2 separate regions of the Mus musculus genome follow, and region 2 is linked to region 1. The links are chromatin contacts, called in public promoter capture Hi-C maps. All regions are on one chromosome and are shown on one strand. The core of a region is the stretch at or near the end of the contact, and the rest is flanking DNA. Distances in the headings are between cores, read along the strand shown.

Region 1 (2,826 bases), core at 30-2,529:
TTTTCGAATGCTATCAGGCAGCCTCTGGGAGCCACAGCTGAGATTCCTCCACACTGCCCTAACTGCCTGCTTACCGCTTCCACTAATGCTTCTGAAAAGTACCTTAATTTGTTAATTTGTTCTGTTACTCTAAGAACTTATCAAACTGTTATCATGTTGGAACACTGAGTTTGCAGAAACCTGAATCTGTCCTGGGGCCATGGTCACTCGTATTTGGCTTCAAAATAATTTATTCTCTTTGAGATGCAGTTGTGTTTTGTTTTGTTTTTTTGCAAAGACAAAACTCAGAACAAAATCAACCACAGAAGTGAGCGCAGAATGTTGGGGAAACCACAAGAAAGTCAAGTAAACACTAAAGAGGAACTCCAATTTCCAAGGAAAAGGGGCTATTGCATCTCGTTCAACACCCTTCTTTCTCAGAAGGGGAAACCGGGGCTAAGGATACATCAAGTAAAACGTAATTCTGTCTTCAATCAAGAAAGGAAATGTAAACAAACTTCCAAAGCACCCAAAATATGACATTCTGAGTGGCTCTGGAGCACAGGACTTTTGTGGTCAAGTTTCAGAGCCATCAAAGCCCTACTAACAAAACAAACACACTGGCAGTCTCCGAGCGTGGTGAGAATCTATAGTTTAGAAAGTAGCCCTGGAGATTCGGAGACCTGGTAAGTCCCTGTTATCAGGCGTTCACGGAGTTTTACAATTACAAAGCAGAACGCATAAGGTCTGGCTCTCACACCCCACAACCTAAACTAGTCCGCGATCCGGCGGTGGATCCTTCCACGAAGGCCGCCGGCCTCGCCCAACTCCAAAGGGCTCTCTCTCCCTGGCCGGTCCGGCTGGGATGGGGCTCGGGGCCCGGATTCCAGGAGGCCCCGGGATCCACACTCCCACTCCACAGATTTCTGAGGTCTTGCTTCAGAGCCTCAAGCCCTTCGGAGGGAAGGTTGGAGAGGGTTCGGGAGCCACGCCTTCCACAAAGCTCGCGCTGCCACCTGTGGCTGTGTCCCGGCAGAGCTCGGCGCGGCGGGCCGGAGGACAGCAGGGCAGCTGTCCAAGAAATGCCAACTCCCCCGGTGCACGCACCTCGGACAGACCGCTGCGGTCCTCGGTGTCCTGGCCGCTCAGAACTTTCTTCAGCTTGTCCATGTCAGGGTCCCGACCGCCGCCTTTGGCGTTCGCTCCGCCTACCACTCTTCGGGGTGCGCAGCCGCCGCCCCTCCGCCCGCTGCCAACCACGGCGCGCCCCGCCCAGGCACCTGCCCACCTGCCCGCCCGGCATGCCCCGCGCCAGCCACGCCCCCTGAACGAGCTCCTTGGGGTCACCCGGGGCGGGGCCGAGAGAGTCGGGGTGAAGTCGGCCAGGCGATACCTAACCCGGAAGCTGGCTGCGCGCCCGGGCTTCACGGATTCGTTCCAGCGCCCAGCACCACCATGTGCCAGGGCCTGGAACAACGCAGGCCTTTCGCAAACTTACCCATGGATGCTGAAGTTAATCCGCTGGTGGTTGTACACCGCAGATCTATAAAAATATATATTTCCCACGTTAAGTAGAACAAATCAGTGTGCAACAGGCTGGAGCAGTACAACCCTGTGTATTCTTAAAAGCAGCAATTCCTACGTCATCCCTAGGGGAAATGGCTCGGGAGATATGACTTGGGCAACACCTGAACAGATGGCAAGTGGTGAGAAGAATCAATATTTTCGTGTTTGGTAAATGCTTTACTTCAATCAGTCTGCAGCACTACTGAGGCTATGAAGCAGAATCCATATGAAGTCATGGGCTCTTCCAGACAGGACAGAAATTTGCTCACCTTGCACACTGGTGGCCAGAGATATCTGGAACACCTATGTTAAGATTAAACTAGTTCAGAAAAGGCACTGAGACCAAGGTGTAGCTCAGTGAGAGAATGCTTGCCTAGCATATGCAAGGCTTTGGGTTCAGTTTCCACCACTGTCCCTGCTTCCCAAAAAAGGGAAAGGAGACCACAGAGGAACTTCAGAAACACCCCCTAGGTCACTTTACCTCCCACATATTTTCATGTGAGGTCTCCAGCGTCCTTCTTCACTTGTATAAAAACATAAAAACATAAGACCAGCTGCTGCTGCCTCTGCAGGGACTCCTCTTACCTGCCACATTTTCCAGTGAGTCCTTACACCTCTCTGTAAGACGTCAAACATCAGAGCACAGTGCAAAGGCTGTGTCCTGAAAGATCCACTCTAGCTCTGTCATTTGCCACTTAGGAGGCCTTGAGCTAGAAGCTCCTTAGCCTTTCTGGTCCCCAGCTGATTTCCTCTGTAGAGTGAGCACAATGGCTTCCAAACGTGACTGTGGAAAGCAAGCATGACTGTATAGACAGGTCTGGAGCAGAGGGGAATTTAAATAGCATTTAGTAGAAGCTGTCCTTGTTCTCTCCTAGCCTGATGGCTTTTCCAGCCACCTGTGGTGAGGTGATAGAACTGGCCCCCACAGGCTCATGTGTAAACACTTGGCCCATAGGGAATGGTACTACTAGGAGGTGTGGTCTTGTTGGAGTAGTTGTGGCCTTGTTAGAGGAAGTGTGTCACTGTGGGGGAAGGTCTCCTATGCTTTGACGGCTCCTATGCTCAAGCTCTGCCTACTGTGGTACATAGTCTCCTGCTGTCTTTAGATCAAGATGTAGAACTCTCGGGTTGGAGAGATGACTCAGTGGTTAAGAGACACTCAGATCAGTAGTGTTCATAACAGAGCACACAAAGGTTGAGGGATATTGGATCATGTGACATTGTTCTTAAATGTCTCTACATGGAGGTTTAGGCAGAACTCACAAGATTCATGATACTGAT
Region 2 (3,071 bases), core at 425-2,924, 290 kb after region 1:
TTGGTTTTTTTTTTTTTTTTTAGAGTAAGCAGATTTTTTCTTTTTAAGTTGTTAAGATGATAATGGAAGGTTAAATGTTAACAAAGATTCCTCGAAGCTCCAAATCTCTTTAAAGCAAAAGTCAATGCCAGAGCTTCTTTGTGTAGCCAAATGGGAAAAGCAGCTCTAACATTTACCAACTGAAAGGTCTGTTTAATTAGATTCACCCTGAGACTGGATTCAGTAGCATACGCATAATTAAACCCCCCTCCCTTAAAATGTGTGTTTTTACATTTTGGAATACAGTAAATTTAATTACTAGAATTGGCTATAAGAATATTCACATATATTTTCAGTTTTTTGTTTAAGTTTTAAATATATGCCCTGTCTTAGGGTTTCTGTTGCTGCCATGAAACACCAAAAGCAGAGTTGGGGAAGAAAGGGTTTGACCTCGCACTTCGATATTCCACATCATAGTCTATCATTGAAGTTGGGACTCAAACAGGGCAGGAGCCTGGAGGCAGGAGCTGATGCAGGGCCATGGGGCTGCATTCTCTCCTGCTCAACCTTCTTTCCTATAGCACTCAGGACCACCTGTCGAAGGGTGGGCCCACCACAGCAGCTGAGTCCACCCACATCAATCTCTAAGAAAAGGCCTCACAAGCTCACCTACACCCCAGCCAAATAGAGGCCTTCTCTCAGCTGAGGCTCCCACCTCTGATGACTCTACCTTGTGTCAAGTTGGCATAAAACTAGCCAGGACAGCTCCTTTAAAACATACTTTGACAGTGTCCCACTGGATTGTGAAAACTTAAATTCTTACTCATAAGGCCTCAGATTTTAACTGACCTTTGCGTAAATTTATAAGTAGACACATTAAAACCAGACGTATATTCAAAAACAGATGTATAATTTGTCAAAATTTTACCTCACAAGTAGTAAATTCATTAAAACTGGTAAAATTCATGGCCCTGATAGTGTGGTCACTACAATAGTGCTCCTTTGTTTATCCACCAGCCCTGGCAGCACCTGGAAGATAGTACCAAACGCTGAGGTGCTGCTGGTTGTCTGTAGACATCTATGCCAGTTTTTTAATGAAGTATAGTAAGAAATTAATAACAACAGTAATAAGATAAGACAATTGTAGCAAAATGCTGACAAGTCTGCCATACAAGTCATTTATACAGAGTGACTACACTGGACAGGAGGATGATTCGTGTCCCAGAGAGGACAGTGAGAGACTTCATTATGCTGCTGAACACTGTAATTCCAAAAAGAAAGAGTATTGCTGTAATTTTCCATTCATGTTTTCAGACCAAAGTTGATCAGTGGTAACTTAGCTTGCGTAACAAAACCAAAGACATGGCGAAACTACTGTATTGACTAAACTTGGGTGCTTGCTTAAGAGACTTTTCTTTTGATAATAGTCACCTATCAACTGTGACCTAATTTCAGTCACCCTCCACATGGTCAAGGAAAGAGATGTGTAAACGATGGGGTTATTTCACTCTCTCCAACTGTCTCACATGTCCAGACATGAGAACCTGAGATTGAGCCAAGCCAGTCTTCCAAGAGCAGTAGACCACTCAGTGTTGGGGGAGGGGTACGGTGATGCCAGCCAATCAGAAGCACAGCCAGTGCGCGTGAAACAATGAACTTCTGATGAGGGTGTGGCCTGGAAAACGGCTTTTTGACAAAACTGTCATTTGATGGGTCAGGTATGGACAGACATGGCACTTCTGCTGTCTTCAGAATAATAACACCAGACCCCTTTCCTGTTCTCTGCATTCCTGAAAGATCTAGTCCCTAATCTAGGCTCGAGCTTCTCCACAGTCTTGGAGAACAGAGGTACGTGGGAAGTAGGAGTTTCAGTAGAAGAAATAGCAGAGCTAGAAGGAAAACGACCATCTAGTGTCACAGCTAATAGACTTGAGAGGAGAGTGGTTGGCAAGTTCAGGGTTTATTTCTGCCAGCCTTTTAGGTTAGATTAGAAGCTTAAATGTGACCCTGTCCTGTTTGTCTTGGATATCATATATTTCTAGCTTGTCCTGTTTGCTTTCATCAGTCAAATAGTAAGTGCCTATCATATGAAGGTGCTAGAAAGGTGCTGTGGAAGAAAGAAAGACTAATAATGTGATCTCTAAAGAGGGGGTTTACAGTTCAGAGGGAGACAGTGTAAACAGGCCAAGAAGAGACTGACAGAAAATAAGTCACAAAAGTGTATAGACACTAAAAACCATGAAGAATGCAGAAGAGGAGTTGACAGAGTGATCAAGCAAGCTTTGGTGATACCGTTCCTTTTCAACCCCCCAGCCCCAACCCCCATTGTCCTCTTCTTAAAGAAGACTACATTATTGATGAAAAACTGAGCATAAGTCAAAAACTAGTAGGAAACTCTACAAGAGATGATGATGGACATGGTTGTGATCGGTCCTAACATATCCATAATCTTCGCATCCTGTTACTGCTCAGTTTTCCCATGACATCAGAAGGTGTGCTTGGATTCAGCCAGGAAGGATGCTTGCTGTACCTTCACATCCTCACTTGTTCTTTTGTTTGGGGTGGGGGTGGGGAATCCTCATTCCTAGTTATATTCCCACAGGCTCACACATTCTGCTTGACTGTGAGAGAATTGGCAAGGTGCCATCCACATGCCCTCCAGATGAGAGGATTAAACACACCTTTTCTGTAGATTTGGACATCCCCAATGTGTCAGTCTTACATGAAATGCTTCATCTAAGGTGCCTGAGGGAGCCGGGCATGGTGGCATCCCACCATCTGAGAGGAAGGGTCAGGTAGACCTCTGTGAGTTCAAAGTCTACACAGTGAGTCCCAAAACAACCTGTGAAGTGCTTAAATTGTAACTAAGCCGTGGGTGTATCTGTGGAGAGTATCTCTGCCACTACCATTTATTATGTTGCAGAACTTACAGAAAATTCTTCTAAAATGGAATTTGTCTATTTTACTCTTAAGAAGACTCATAAGAAAAACTCCCAGCTATTTACTTTAGATATCCTTGCCTTTTAGACTCATGGACAAATCAGGTTTCCCATGGATTGGGATACTCCTGTTCACCCTAGCATTTGGGAAGT

What was found. Capture Hi-C pulls out chosen DNA fragments and counts their contacts.
Region 2: a contact with region 1 is called in a promoter capture Hi-C map of liver. The contact joins the promoter of Adcy10 here to the promoter of Sft2d2 in region 1. A contact is called at or near these places in 1 of 39 promoter capture datasets (liver), 1 of 115 datasets of contacts at active chromatin or transcription factors (double positive thymocytes) and 2 of 9 other capture datasets (adipose tissue and liver).

Annotation. Positions count from the first base shown.
Region 1 is chr1:165,193,154-165,195,979 of GRCm38.p6, forward strand. Sft2d2 (SFT2 domain containing 2) reads right to left here and starts at 1,280. Exons shown (of 8, transcript NM_145512.4): 1 at 1,087-1,280. The coding sequence starts at 1,149.
Region 2 is chr1:165,483,509-165,486,579 of GRCm38.p6, forward strand. It overlaps Adcy10 (adenylate cyclase 10), which reads left to right and starts at 1,675. Exons shown (of 34, transcript NM_173029.3): 1 at 1,675-1,827.